2 separate regions of the Astyanax mexicanus genome follow, and region 2 is linked to region 1. A link is a contact called in public Hi-C data. All regions are on one chromosome and are shown on one strand. Each heading gives the region's core, a stretch centred on a gene start, on an enhancer-like site or on the middle of the called end of the contact. The rest is flanking DNA. Distances are from core to core; before and after follow the strand shown.

Region 1 (7,355 bases), core at 2,350-4,849:
GACTCTTTGGCCCGTTTTTCTGCGCTAGAAATGCGCACTCTCTTCGCTTTTAGACTCTTTGGCCCGTTTCTGACACCTAGCGTTCAAACTTTGAATCTCTCATTATAAAAACCTGCTTAACAGCGGGCCAACTTTCATTCTATTTCTAAAATACCTCGCGGGCCGCTCCAAAAAAGGAAACGGGCCGCAAATGACCCGCGGGCCGTAGTTTGGACACCCCTGCCTTAGAGGATGGCTTGGGAATGCCCACTCCTGTGTAAGTTGTGAGGTGCTATCTTGTTATCGAGGCTGATTAAACACTGTTCAGTTGCTGAAACGATGCTGTATCAGATCTTTTGTATCTGATGCAATACTGTGCATCCTCTGAGATTATTGTGAAACTCAGGATTTCACCACAGTCATTTCCCCGAGTTCAGATAGATGTTTGTGCAAGAACTTGTCGCTTTTTAAAAACCAGAATAAACTAAATGTCCTTTAAATCTCAGACTAAAGGTGAGCTACACTATAAAGTATCTGCTACAGAGAGCCCTATAATAGATCACTCTGTGTTTAATACATCTATATAATATATGAGTTTCATATTTTAAACTGAATTTCTTTTTTGTCTCTCTCTTTCTGTCTGTCTGTCTTTCTCTCTCTGTATCTCTCTTCCTGTCATTTTTTATCGCTCTCTCTCTCGCTCTCTCTCTCTCTCTCTCTCTTGTTCTCCCTCTCTCTTTCTGTGTCTCTCTCTCTCCCTCTCTCTGTATCATTTTCCCTCTCACTCTCTTTTTCTGTGTCTCTCTTTGTATCTGTCTCTCTGTTTTTCGCTCTGTTTCTCCCTCTCTCTTTCTGTCTCTCCCCTTCTTTCTTTCTTTCTTTCCCTGTATCTCTCACTCATTCTCCCTCTCGTTTTCTCACTCTCTAGTTCTGTGTTTCTTTCTTTCTGTATATCTCTCTCTCTTTTCCTCTTTCTCCGTCTTTTTTCCCTGTTTCTGTATATTGCTCGCTTTCTCCATCTCTTTTTCTCCCCCTCTCTCTTTCTGTATCTTTCTCTCTCTTTCTTTGTCTCTTACTCCCCTTCTTTCCTTATCTCTCTCTATCTTTCTCTCTCGCTCTTTCTCTATTGCCTCTCTTTCTGTGTCTGTCTCTCTCTTTCTCTCTTCCTCTCTTTAGGGCTTTATTATATGGCTTTATTATAGGGTTTTATTATAGGGTTTTATTATAGGGCTTTATTATAGGGTTTTATTATAGGGTTTTATTATAGGGCTTTATTATAGGGTTTTATTATAGGGTTTTATTATAGGGTTTTATTATAGGGCTTTATTATAGGGTTTTATTATAGGGTTTTATTATAGGGCTTTATTATAGGGTTTTATTATAGGGTTTTATTATAGGGCTTTATTATAGGGTTTTATTATAGGGCTTTATTATAGGGCTTTATTATAGGGTTTTATTATAGGGCTTTATTATAGGGTTTTATTATAGGGTTTTATTATAGGGTTTTATTATAGGGTTTTATTATAGGGCTTTATTATAGGGTTTTATTATAGGGTTTTATTATAGGGCTTTATTATAGGGTTTTATTATAGGGCTTTATTATAGGGCTTTATTATAGGGTTTTATTATAGGGCTTTATTATAGGGTTTTATTATAGGGTTTTATTATAGGGCTTTATTATAGGGTTTTATTATAGGGTTTTATTATAGGGTTTTATTATAGGGTTTTATTATAGGGCTTTATTATAGGGTTTTATTATAGGGTTTTATTATAGGGCTTTATTATAGGGTTTTATTATAGGGTTTTATTATAGGGCTTTATTATAGGGTTTTATTATAGGGCTTTATTATAGGGCTTTATTATAGGGTTTTATTATAGGGTTTTATTATAGGGTTTTATTATAGGGTTTTATTATAGGGCTTTATTATAGGGCTTTATTATAGGGTTTTATTATAGGGTTTTATTATAGGGTTTTATTATAGGGCTTTATTATAGGGTTTTATTATAGGGCTTTATTATAGGGTTTTATTATAGGGTTTTATTATAGGGTTTTATTATAGGGCTTTATTATAGGGCTTTATTATAGGGTTTTATTATAGGGTTTTATTATAGGGTTTTATTATAGGGTTTTATTATAGGGCTTTATTATAGGGTTTTATTATAGGGCTTTATTATAGGGTTTTATTATAGGGCTTTATTATAGGGTTTTATTATAGGGCTTTATTATAGGGCTTTATTATAGGGCTTTACTATAGGGTTTTATTATAGGGCTTTATTATAGGGTTTTATTATAGGGCTTTATTATAGAGTTTTATTATAGGGCTTATTATAGGGCTTTATTATAGGGTTTTATTATAGGGCTTTACTATAGAGTTTTATTATAGGGTTTTATTATAGGGCTTTATTATAGGGCTTTATTATAGGGCTTTATTATAGGGTTTTATTATAGGGCTTTATTATAGGGTTTTATTATAGGGATTTATTATAGGGCTTTATTATAGGGTTTTATTATAGGGTTTTATTATAGGGCTTTATTATAGGGTTTTATTATAGGGTTTTATGTAATGGTGTGGAAATGCATGCTAGTCTTTATTCTCCCAGAGGGAATAGGAAATTAGTGCATCATTGTGAAGAATGGAGGTGATGTGGGCCAGATCGTGTTAATAAAAAGATATAATAAAATAATAAAAAACTGCAAGAATATACTGTATTTTTTGGACTATAAGGCACACCGGAGGTGCAATATCAATGAATGTTTTCTGTTCTGTTTTCAAACATAAAGCACACAGGCAGTATTACCCAGTGGTTTGTCCCATGTAGCTTGTTTTAAAAATGTTAAGTTATCGTAACTAAATGAAAAGGGTCTGGTTTAAAACAGGCTTTAAATTCAGCATTTCTCTCAAACTGTATTATTCTGGTTTTATGTGAAGAATCAGCACATTTAATGTAAATGTAATACACTAGAATTAATATTTTTATTTTATTTATTATTATTTTATATTATTAATAATGAACCTAGATAAATGTGAACCTGTTGGATGTTTTGTTTTGAGATGAGTTCGGTATTACTTTTTCATCACGTTTGATTAAATACAGTCAAATTCTCACAGCAATGCTGCACTTAAATCTAGTAGAAACCCTTTTTAGGTCAGTAGAGACAGTTACTCCAACAAAAGCAGGATACACTCTTTTTAATACCCTTCATTTCAGAAAAAAACAAAGAACCAACAGGTGTCCCAACACTTTTGTCCATGTATTCAGCATTTCTCTGTATTAACTGTATTATTCTGTTTTTATGTGAAAAATCAGCACATTTAATGTAAATGTAATACACTAGAATTAGTATTTTTATTTTATTTATGATTATTTTTATAGTCACCCAAGTGCTTGTACCTCTTTTTCTGTCCAAGAGGTGGCGCCAGAGGATGCTTTATTGGATTATAACAGGGTGAACAAATTAAGTAATGGATGGAAACATTTAATAATTTTAAATTAAAAGAAAATTTAAAATAACAGTGAATAAAATAGAAAAATAGAAAAAAGTAAAACTCTCTCTCTCTCTTTCTGTATCTTTCTCTCTTCCTTTATCTATGTCTCTGTTTTTCTGTCTCTTTCTTTCTGTCTCTTTTGATCACTCTCTCTTTCTCACTCCCTCTTTCTTTCTCTCTCTCTCTCTTTCTCTCTCATTCTCCTATTCTCTTTCTGTATGTGTGTGTGTGAATAAAAAATAAAAATAGAAAAAAGTAAAACTTGAGTTTTAATCGATAGTTACAGTGCAGTACTGTACTGTATTACATAGTACAATAATAAATAATAATAATAATAATAATAATAATACTGATAAAATAATTAAATAAAAATAAGTTAAAAATACAAAACTATTTAAAATATATAAAAAATAATGAAAGAAATAAAGAACTAAGAGAAAATCTAAAATAAGAAGTGTTTGACAACGACTGATTTAAACTATTTAAACTACGTTTCAACACAAAAAAACACATTATATTGAAAATATTGACCCATTTACGATGTATATTTATGCCTGCAGCAATGTATTTTTATTTTTTATTTTGCAATGTGCGATCTCATTTATGCTGTTAACTATTTTTTTTTTATAAATCCATAATATTTTAGTTAAAATGCGCCTTTTATTTATGTTTGGTGGCCTGTGATGACCGTGTGTTTAATAACAGTGAGGTAACTCTGTTATTATGGGATGTCATCATACAGTAACCCTTGCCCTGAATCTGCAGTTCCAGGCTCCTGCAGAAGGTGGCGCTGTGTGATTGGTGCGCTGTGTAACTTGTGGTCTGTATAATTTGTGGACATTGATCTTCAGTCACTCTAGCTGAGGTTAGGATGACTTGCAGTAATTTCAGCACGTGCTGTTCTCCTGCAGAACTGTGGGTAAATCAGTGCTAGTGTTGTGACTGGGATTTTTACTTAAAAATGATGAGTTTCTTTGATTTTACCATTTTTTTTACCTTTTACCAATTAAAAACCTCTGGAATATAATCAAGAGGAACTGCTTGAATTTTTGCACCAGGAGTAAAGCAGCATAAAGTTATCCAAAAGCAGTGTGTAAGACTGGTGGAGGAGAACATGATGCCAAGATGCATAAAAACTGTGATTAAAAAAACAACCAGGGTTTTTCCACCAAATATTTCTGGATTTCTGAACTCTTAAAACTTTATGAATATGAACTTGTTTTCTTTGCATTATTTGAGGTCTGTTATAATGCATTATAGACTATATTTTGAGGCTAATTAAACTATTTTTATTTTTACTACTTGCATGATGTATTGCCATAGAATTAACCTCAATAATAAAATTATGCATTGCACATTTAACACTTTTAAAGATTATTGACATTTTATTGATAAGAACATTTGTGTATTGGGTATTTGGAATATAAAAATGATATTCTAAATAAATGAAAAAAATAAATAAAAGGAAAACACTATCTTAATTTTTTTTTTTTTATTAATGCCAGGACTTTAATTTGGCCCCATTCCAAAACATTAACTTTATTATTATTATTCTTAAACCATTCTTTAGTAGAACAAATTGAGTGTTATGGGTCATTGTCCTGCTGCATGACCCACCCTCTCTACAGATTCATCTCATAGGATGTTTATATAAATATATATATATTTTATATATATTAGGTTTATAGGTTTATATATATATATAATACATTATAAACCTAATTTTGAGGATAATTAGGCTAAAAAAAGTGAGAACTTATTTTTAAGCTATTTTTATTTATTTTTATTTTTTGCGTGATGTATTATCCCAGAATTAACCGCAATAATAAAATAATGTATTTTGGGATTGTATCATAATAATGTTTAAAACTCCTGAATAACTAAAACACGAATAAAATAATAAAAAAAAAAACATTTACACACTATAAATTGTTCAAGAAATAATAAATATATTTATATATAAATATATAAATTATATATAAATAAATTAAATATAAATATAATAGAATCATTATTTATTATTATTTATTAATTATTAATTATAGGACTTTTTGGAGCAGGTCAATTATTATATATAAATCTATTGGATAGAGTAGATGGGTATTAAAAAACTAGTACTTTTAGTTTTGAATGAGTTGAGGATTATTTTTTCATCTCATATCACTGAATACGATCAAATCCTCACAGCAATGCTCCCTTAAATCAAGTAGAAAGTCTTTTTTTTTCAGGTCAGTAGAGTAGGATAAACTCTTTTGTAATAGCCTTCATACAGTGTATATAGCATTTCACAATCCCAGCATGCAACAGTGTTATTGTTTGTTATTGTAACTCTATTATTCTGATCATATCTCACAGTCTTATTGTACGGTTTCTGTGTATCTGTGTCACAATACAGCAAAACAAACACCTCAATCTCAGTTCAACAACTTGTTCCTCGATTACCTGCTGCTGTAATCGATTATTAAATGCCGCTAACGCAACCCGGCACAGGCTGGCAGCGGCGATGACATCCTCACTCGCGTGCCAGCTCACCTAGCGGCTGCCGCCTGGCATCAGTGGCAGCGCGGCATGTTGATTTGTGTCGCTGTGAATGAAAGATTTCTTTGGAAACAGACTGAGAAATCCTGCCGACTATGCCAATCAGCCAAAGAACCAATTAGCATTAGCTAATAAGACGTAAGACATTATCTGATAATATGTTGATGTAAATCGAACGTTAATCGCTATCTGTGCCATTCCCAAACTGCTGGCAGTCCAGAGACAAATTTCAACTGGTCCAGGATCAGATAAACCCTGCACATACTATGTAATATGGCCATGCCTTTGTATGTTAGTCTTGGTGTTCCAATTATTACAGGACACTTTTAGAGGTCTTGTAAAGTCCATGCTTCAGATTAAATCAAGAAGAATAGACCACTGTAGTCGTCTCGTCATTTTGATTTTGTAGTGGGCACCATGTTGTTTATGCCCGTATTTGGGCTTCCGTGTCTAAGAGGTTGAGCAGTGTGAGTCATTATGGTCATTAGTTTATTATAGCACACCTGACACAAATAAACAACTAACAACTAACTAATCAACGAACTATCTGCCCTCGCTAAGAGAAGCTAAGTGATACAGCAGGACATTAGCAGGACAGAGCTACTCCAAAACCAAAGAGTCTTAAGAACCATAGAGTCTAAAATACTTAATGTAAAAAGGCTTAATGTGTGTGTTTTTTCTTCCACAGAAAGCTATCATAAGGACAAATCTTAACGTGGCTTAATGTACTAAATCAACGAGTCAGAAACACCAAACATCTCTAATTCATTTCACTGGATAATAAAGACAGTAATTATTAAAACGTGCTACAGAGTTTAAAGCTGGTTCTCGGGTAATTCTGTGCTGCTGGGTTAGTGAGTTTCTGCTGTAACACTCTCAGCTCTCTTTAGAGAGGGCAGTTAGTTCATTAGTTGGATCAGCTGTGTTTAATACGCTGTAAACTTTCGGCCGGAGTTCTCTGGTGTTGCGCCGAAAAGAGTCCCCTGCCGATCTCTGCAGCTGCGCTGTGAGGTCAGTTCACTGCAGCGCTGTAGCATTAGCTCAAAATTAGCATTTTTCTCATCACGACTCTTAAACGATCTCATAATTCAGAGGATCCAGTGATGTTCAGGAGGTAAATGTACACAGAATAAAACGTACAGAGGTCTGAACAGATTTATTTACCACAGACAGAGGCAGGTTTTTAAAAACCCTATTCATTTTTCTCATAGAGAAAAAACGCTTAAACGTACGAGGACTACAGAATGACGCACGACTTCAGTCGTCTATTTGTGGCACAATAGGAGTATTGACCTGTACCATCTTCTTCCTCTGCAGCCATGCCTTTGTAATGTGTGCAGCATGTGATTT
Region 2 (7,355 bases), core at 1,418-3,917, 52 kb after region 1:
TGCTAATGCTAACATTAAGAACGAAAGCTTAGGCCATTACATTTATGGGCCTTTCTCGATAAGTAAAATAATTGAGTTTATGCCAATATATTGTACGATAAGTCGTTAATGTAATTATTGTGACAGGCCTAATCGTAACAAAAGAATTAACCCTTTTAAAGACAATAAACTTTCCATTCCTATTTACGCACCTAATTTTGGAACCTAAAACGTTCCAGCTTGTGTACTATATATACATTCACATTGCAAAGTGTGGAGGCAGGGGAAACGTGTCCCCCCCACACCATGACGTGCAGCCCCGGTCTGTCCCAGCTGGCCCGCATTGAACCAGCAAAAAGACCCTGCCTCAGCCTTCACTCGAGAGATACGCTGATGGTGAGAGGAAGGCTGAGGCAACACGAACACTAAAGACACTAAAGTTAAGCAACTAGAGATGCACTGGGCCATTACTATGTTTCTTTAAGTTTGTTTTAGGTCTTGATGGAGGGCATTTTTTTCTCTGCACATAACGAGGCTATTTTTAAATTTAGAAGCTAACCAATAATTACTCCAGTAAAGTGTAGATAGTGTATTTGTATTGAGTTACTTTACAACTCTGTTTATTCCCTTCTAAATCTCAGTTTCTTTATCACTTTATTTGATGCCAACTTACACATTTAGCGACTTCGCCGCTTCATAAACTCCAACTGTGATGCAGCCTTGGAGCAAAGCTGCACTGAGGACCTCCTCCAGAGCTTTGGACACAGAATCCATCCTGAAATAAGAAGATAAAACTGTGAACTTGAGTTATTGTGCAGAAAAAATCAATCCTGAAATACCACAAGCAGAAAGCACAAGATGAGGAACATTGGGGTAATAATTATATAAAAATGCACGTGCACTAGATAGCTTTAACTAGATACATGCTGGAGCACCAATGAGGAACATTACGTCTGATGAAGAAGAAGAAGGAAGCAAGTGCTTTAAATAATTAATCTTAGCTAATAAAAACAAGCCAGTTTATGATTCATGTTACAGTAAATACAGTACATACAGGAAAAACATATTGTTTAGAGCACGTGAGATACTGTATCTCCAACAACTAGAACACTGGATTCTGTTTAACACAACTTCCTTCAAACATTCCTATATATTCCTAGTCAATTTGGTTAAAGATAAATGCTTTTAAAAGGTTAAAAAGATGATGATGTCATAAGGGATGCACCGATGTGGGTATTCTGAGCAGATGCCGATATCGATATTAAACATTTACAGAGAGATTAGACACATTAAAGATAACTTTAAAACTAATACAAATAATTAAAACTAGCTTTTACAATAAATACGTCAGCAAGTATCAGTTTGAAATATCAGCCAAAGAGCTGGGCAATTATGACCTACCGATATATTTTATCATATTGAAAATATGCTTTAATATGCATATTGATGATCGATGCCCCAGCTGTAGATTTCATTAAAGAGTATTAAAAAAAATCTTGTTTAATTAATTTGATGACGTGCAGCAAAAAAAAAGACTATAAATCTCTATGTTTTGCATTAGAAGGTATTTAAATAGCAATTTAAACCTAACGCTAGTAAAACATTTTGTCTGCATGCCAAAATATTGCGATAAATTGTGCATTGTGAAATTTCAATTTTTGAACTTGAGTGCGTGGTCCATATTGATATTCGGAACTATATTGAAAAAATAAAAATAAAAAATAAATAGAATTATATCGCCAATACTGATATAATTCTGATATTATTGTGCATCCCTAATTGTCATGCAGGTAAAATGTGTATAAATACATATATACAGCTATAGCTGCATGCACAATGCAAAAACATAAAAAATGCATAATGCAAAATATAATTTTGTGAACTAACTACAAATTCTAGTTAGTTTTGCAATTAAAAAATTCCCCAAATTACAAAATACATAGCATAGCATAGCATAGTCACCCAGAACGGGAATTGAAACCTAGTCTCCCACATAGTAGCTCACTGTCAGGTGGTGGTGTTATCCACTACACCACACCAACCACCAAAACAGCAAAAAAAAATACCCAACCAAACCTATTGTTTTGCATGCACATAAATATGTAAACTTGCTAATATAAACTTAAGTTAAGTAACTATGGCAACAAGATACCTTAACCAAGGAAACCTGTTATTTTAGCTAACTTTTAGTTAACTAGGTAATAAACTAGGTTGCTAAAGTGGTTAGTTAGCTAAATAACTAGATAGTAATGAAGGTAAAGCAAGTTAAATAGGTTGTAAGTAGCTAAAAGGCTTAAATAAACCTTATTTTTCTAGTAAAAAGCAATACATTTATCTCACAATTTAGAAATATTGATTAATTAGCTTGCTAAACACATTGCACTGCTTTAAAACGGCGCGTGCACGCGAAATATTAACGGAAAAAGACACATTTACTCACTTTTCCACAGGATATTCTCCGTTAAAGTCCTCAAAAGTCATGTTTCTCGTATAATCCAGCACGGATTGAGGTAAATCCGATCTAAAAGGTCCAAACTAGCCGGTAAAATACGCTGTTTTTAGCTCGTTTCTGCTCTTTTCGCCGGTTAGATCGTTCTGTTCCTGCGCGGCTCTGAGAACATACAGATAAAGATCCTTCTCAGAGCTGTCAAAATCTGCATATCTCCCGCTGATTGGCTGTACGCAAATTAGGATCGACGCTCTAAATTTGCATGCTAATCCTGATTGGCTGTATGCAAACAAAGATACCAGAGCAAAAAAGAATATTAATCCTGATTGGATGTATTTAAATCATCTTCAGCTTCAACAGTTTACCGCTTACTCCAGTTTCAGGCTCTGGACTCCTGCGAAGGGCGTATTATAATGAGGGTTTATTTTTTTTTCAAGCGGCGCTGTGATTGGTGGTCGCAGCAAGTCAGCGCGCGTGGCAACAAGAGGAGACGTCTCTCATTGGCTCGTTGCAGTGGTGGGGCGTGACTTGTATCCATGCCCGGTCACGAGCTCTCTGTCTTTGCCCAGGCATGCCGCTTCGCGCTGTTCATTGGTGGGAATAAATCAGTAAAATACAAAAGTTATGATTTAGCATATTTACGCGTTTTAAACGTATTTTGCGTAAATTACAGCTGCCAGATTAAACACAATGCACCACATTTTAGTGCTTTTTACGCTAAGTAAAGTACTGAAGTTATGAAAAGCTGTTTTAAAACACTGAATATATAAACCTAGTTGCACAACACAAGTTCACATAACACAAATGTTACAAATCTAAAAGAAAAATGAAGAAAAAGAATAAAGAATGATAAAACAATAAAGAAATAAAATAAATAAAAATACAAAATGTAGTCAAAAAAATCTTGCAGTAAACTACGATGGCATTTAAGGAAAATAAAAAAAAATAAAAAATATATTTTTTTCGACAAAAAAAAAAATAAATAAAAAATATCATATTGTAAAAGTATATTGTAAAAACACCAAATATTGTTTAAAAAAGAGGGTTAACAGATTAACATCTTAAATAGCCATGAAAACGTGAATATAATATCTGGTGGGTAGTTGCTAAGGCAGTTGCTATAATTTCTGAGGTGGTTGCAAAGGTGTTGCCAGGCAGTTGCTATGGTATACCAGGTCCTTCCTGCCTGGTTGCTATGCTGTTGCTATGGTTTACCAAGTGGTTGCTAAGGAGTTGGTAGGCAGTTGCTATGGAACATGCATGTGTTTCTAACTGGGTGCTATGCTGTTGCTATGGTTTATCAAAAGGGTTGTTAAGGTGTTGTTAAGTTGTGGCTGTGGTATTCCAGGGCATGCCAAGCTGTTGCTAGGTAGTTGCTATAAGATCTGTGGTACTGTCTAAGGTATTGCCAATTAGTTGATTAGTTGCCACTTGCTATGGAATCCCAGGTGGCTGCAGAAGGGGTGCTATGCTGTTGCTTAGGTAATCCAAATGGCTCATAAGGTGTTGCTAAATGGTTGCTAGGCAGTTGCTATAATTTTTGAGGTGGTTGCTAAGGTGTACTGCTAGGCAGATGCTAAGGCATTCCAAATGGCTTATGAGGTGTTGATAATTGGTTGCTAGGCAGTTGCTATAATTTCTGAGGTGGTAACTAAGGTGTTGCTATAAGCAGTTGCTATATAAAGCATAAAGCTATAGGTGCAGACTATTTAGGGGTTATAATTACTAATTAATCTGCTTTAGGTGAATTACAAATATATAGAAATGTAATTTAAGAAAAAATTTAAAATCATAAATATATATTAAAGCATATGAATAAAGGAATGTGTATGATCAATACAGTTACAGAAACATATAAACTATAATTAATGCTTAGCTATTTTTATCTAAAAAAAACTCTTAAACATGTTAATTATGTGCCGTGCATGACATTTTATTGATGAAATGATGAAATCATGTATTTTGATGCCTCATATATGGGTTAAAAGATCATGTCACATGATTTGTCATCAGAGAAACATCAAAGGTCTTTTACACAATGTTTTATAACATAAATCAGCTGCTGTATTTCACATTAAACACTTATGAAACAGTGACACCACGAGGACAAAGTATCTCCTACAGGACCTTTATACTCAGTTCTATTTCTCAGGCCTGGTCACTGTCCTGCACATTTTGGTGCTCTTTCTGCTTTAATCTACAGAAATTAATGATTGCCTGTTATATATGCATGCATGCGTTTACTCAAAACTGCTGATTCTGTGTAAACTAAACCTAAAATATACTAAACATTATAAATAATATTAGTTTACATAAATGAAAGAGGTTTTATGAGGTTATAAATGAATTAATATACTGTATAAATCCATTTACACAACACAACACAACCTAAGCTGTGTTAGTTTATATATTCACCAAAATGTAAAAAAATAGGTGTTAATGATAAATAATAGTTATTTTTATGAATGTAGGGCATTTTAGTGCAGTTTTAGTGAATGTTCAATACTCTACATTATGAAATTGCACTGTTTTATAGTCTGTGGCTGTAACTAATGAAACAGTGACACCGTGTGGTCTCAGCCTGTAGGAATTAAGAAATGAGATCAGAAGTTAAAAAACAAAATGATTAGATAAAAGAGGATAGGCTGCAGAATTATTTCACAAGACAAAGTACTGTCATTTGTGTTCCTCTAATTAAATTAAATTTAATTAAATTAAATAATCAGATTTTATTTCATTTCATTTCATTTTGTCATCTCACTGTATCTAAAACAATTTATTGTAATTTAATCTCCTCTAATCTCCTTTTATCTCATCTAATTTCATCTTATCACACTGTATCTCAAATTGTCTCATTTAATTTAATTAAATTTATTTTAATTTTATTTAAGCCCATTTAATTTAAATTAATTGTATCTTATCTCATCTCATCTTATTTAACCTCCTCTTCTCTCATTTTATCTCATCTCATCTAATTTCATCATATCTCACTGTATTTCAAATATTCTAATTTAATTTAATTTAATTCCATTTAATTTAACTGTATCTTATCTCATCTCATCTCATTTAATCTCCTCTTCCCTCATTTTATCTTATCTCATCTAATTTCATCTCATCTCACTGTATCTTTCTAATTTAATTAAATTAAATTAAATTTAATTTGATTTATTTTAGCATTTCTCATCTAATCTAATTTAATTTCCTCATACCTCATTTAATCTCATTTTATCTCATCTCTTCTCATCTAATTTCATCCCATCTCACTGTATTTCAAATATTCTAATTTAATTTAATTTAATTTAATTTAATTCCATTTAATGAATGTTATACCATTAAATTTACTTTAATTTAAATGTATCTCATCTCATCTCATCTCATTTAATCTCCTCTTCTCTCATTTGATCTAATTTCATCTCATCTCACTGTATCTTTCTAATTTAATTTAATTTAATTTAATTTAATTTTAGCATATCTCACCTAATCTAATTTAATTTCCTCTCATCTCACTGTATCTCCTCTTATTTTATCTAATTTCTCATCTCATTGTTTCCCAAATCATCCCATTTAAGATAATTTAATCTCATCTCATTTAATTTAATCTCCTCCTATCTTATCTAATTTTATTTATTTCATTTAATATCAACTTAATTTAATTTTTTAAATCTCGTCATCATCTCGTCTCGCAGCATCTCATTATATCGTATTAAATTTATTATTAATTGTATTCCTAACAACTGCAGTACATTTTTATATGTATTTAGAAATGCACTAATTTCAGATTTTCCACCTCAGTGAGAGTTTTTATCTTAAAAGCTTTCTGTCTCACAGCTCTATAATACAATGAAGAGAATAACTAACAGTGATTAACAACAATAAACTCTAATCCAAGTTTTTACTAATTTACTAAAACTAACAGAAAGTAGAGTTTAGTGATTTTGTATTAATCCAGCAGAGGGAGACAAAACTCCACAGTACAGAGAACTCCTCCCTCATCCCAGATTACAGATTATATACAGCATCACTACTGCTCAGAGCTATACATATATTAATTATATATAGATAAATATACTCTATATATAACATTATATATGTATATATCATAAATATACGCTATAAAAATCTATTAAACACTATATATATATATAATGTTTATTTATTTAGTGTATGGTTAATACTATTACTTATGTTACTTTTTAAGTTATTGATGTCTTTTTTTTTAAATCAAACTAAGCAAATAAACATCAGTGTTCCTCCATAGATAGATAGATAGATAGATAGATAGATAGATAGACAGACATACAGATAGATAGATAGATAGATAGATAGATAGATAGATAGATAGATAGACAGACATACAGATAGATAGATAGATAGATAGATAGATATATAGATAGATAGATAGATAGATAGATAGATAGATAGATAGATAGACAGACATACAGATAGATAGATAGATAGATAGATAGATAGATAGATAGATAGATAGATAGATAGATAGATAGATATATAGATAGATAGATAGATAGATAGATAGATAGATAGATAGATAGATAGATAGATAGATAGATAGACAGACATACAGATAGATAGATAGATAGATAGATAGATAGATAGATAGATAGACAGACATACAGATAGATAGATAGATAGATAGATAGATAGATAGATAGATAGATAGATAGATAGATAGATAGATAGATAGACAGACATACAGATAGATAGATAGATAGATAGATAGATAGATAGATAGATAGATAGATAGATAGATAGATAAAACTTTAAAACACATACATTATATTATATTTTATTTTATTTTATTATATGTAACTGCAAACTGCATGTACAAGATAAATATATGATGTAAATAAATATATATATATAGAATGTGTATTTATTTATTGTAGGGACAATAATATTAGTATTATTA

What was found. A called contact is a pair of places that touch in the nucleus more often than the background predicts.
Region 2: a Hi-C map of muscle shows a contact between it and region 1, with 19 times the contacts expected there. The contact joins the promoter of gadd45aa here to the enhancer-like site in region 1. A contact is called at or near these places in 2 of 3 Hi-C or Micro-C datasets (both in muscle).

What each region holds. Positions count from the first base shown.
Region 1 is chr4:55,383,837-55,391,191 of AstMex3_surface, forward strand. All of the region lies in intron 1 of gng12a (guanine nucleotide binding protein (G protein), gamma 12a), which reads left to right. All of the region lies in intron 1 of LOC125801079 (a long non-coding RNA gene), which reads left to right. Among protein-coding and RNA genes, the nearest start is that of gng12a, 9.7 kb to the left of the region's middle. Within about 2 kb of position 3,600, the one cell type or tissue checked has an H3K27ac peak away from gene starts, as active enhancers do.
Region 2 is chr4:55,436,649-55,444,003 of AstMex3_surface, forward strand. gadd45aa (growth arrest and DNA-damage-inducible, alpha, a) reads right to left here and starts at 2,668. Exons shown (of 4, transcript XM_049476716.1): 1 at 2,420-2,668; 2 at 653-754. The coding sequence starts at 2,460.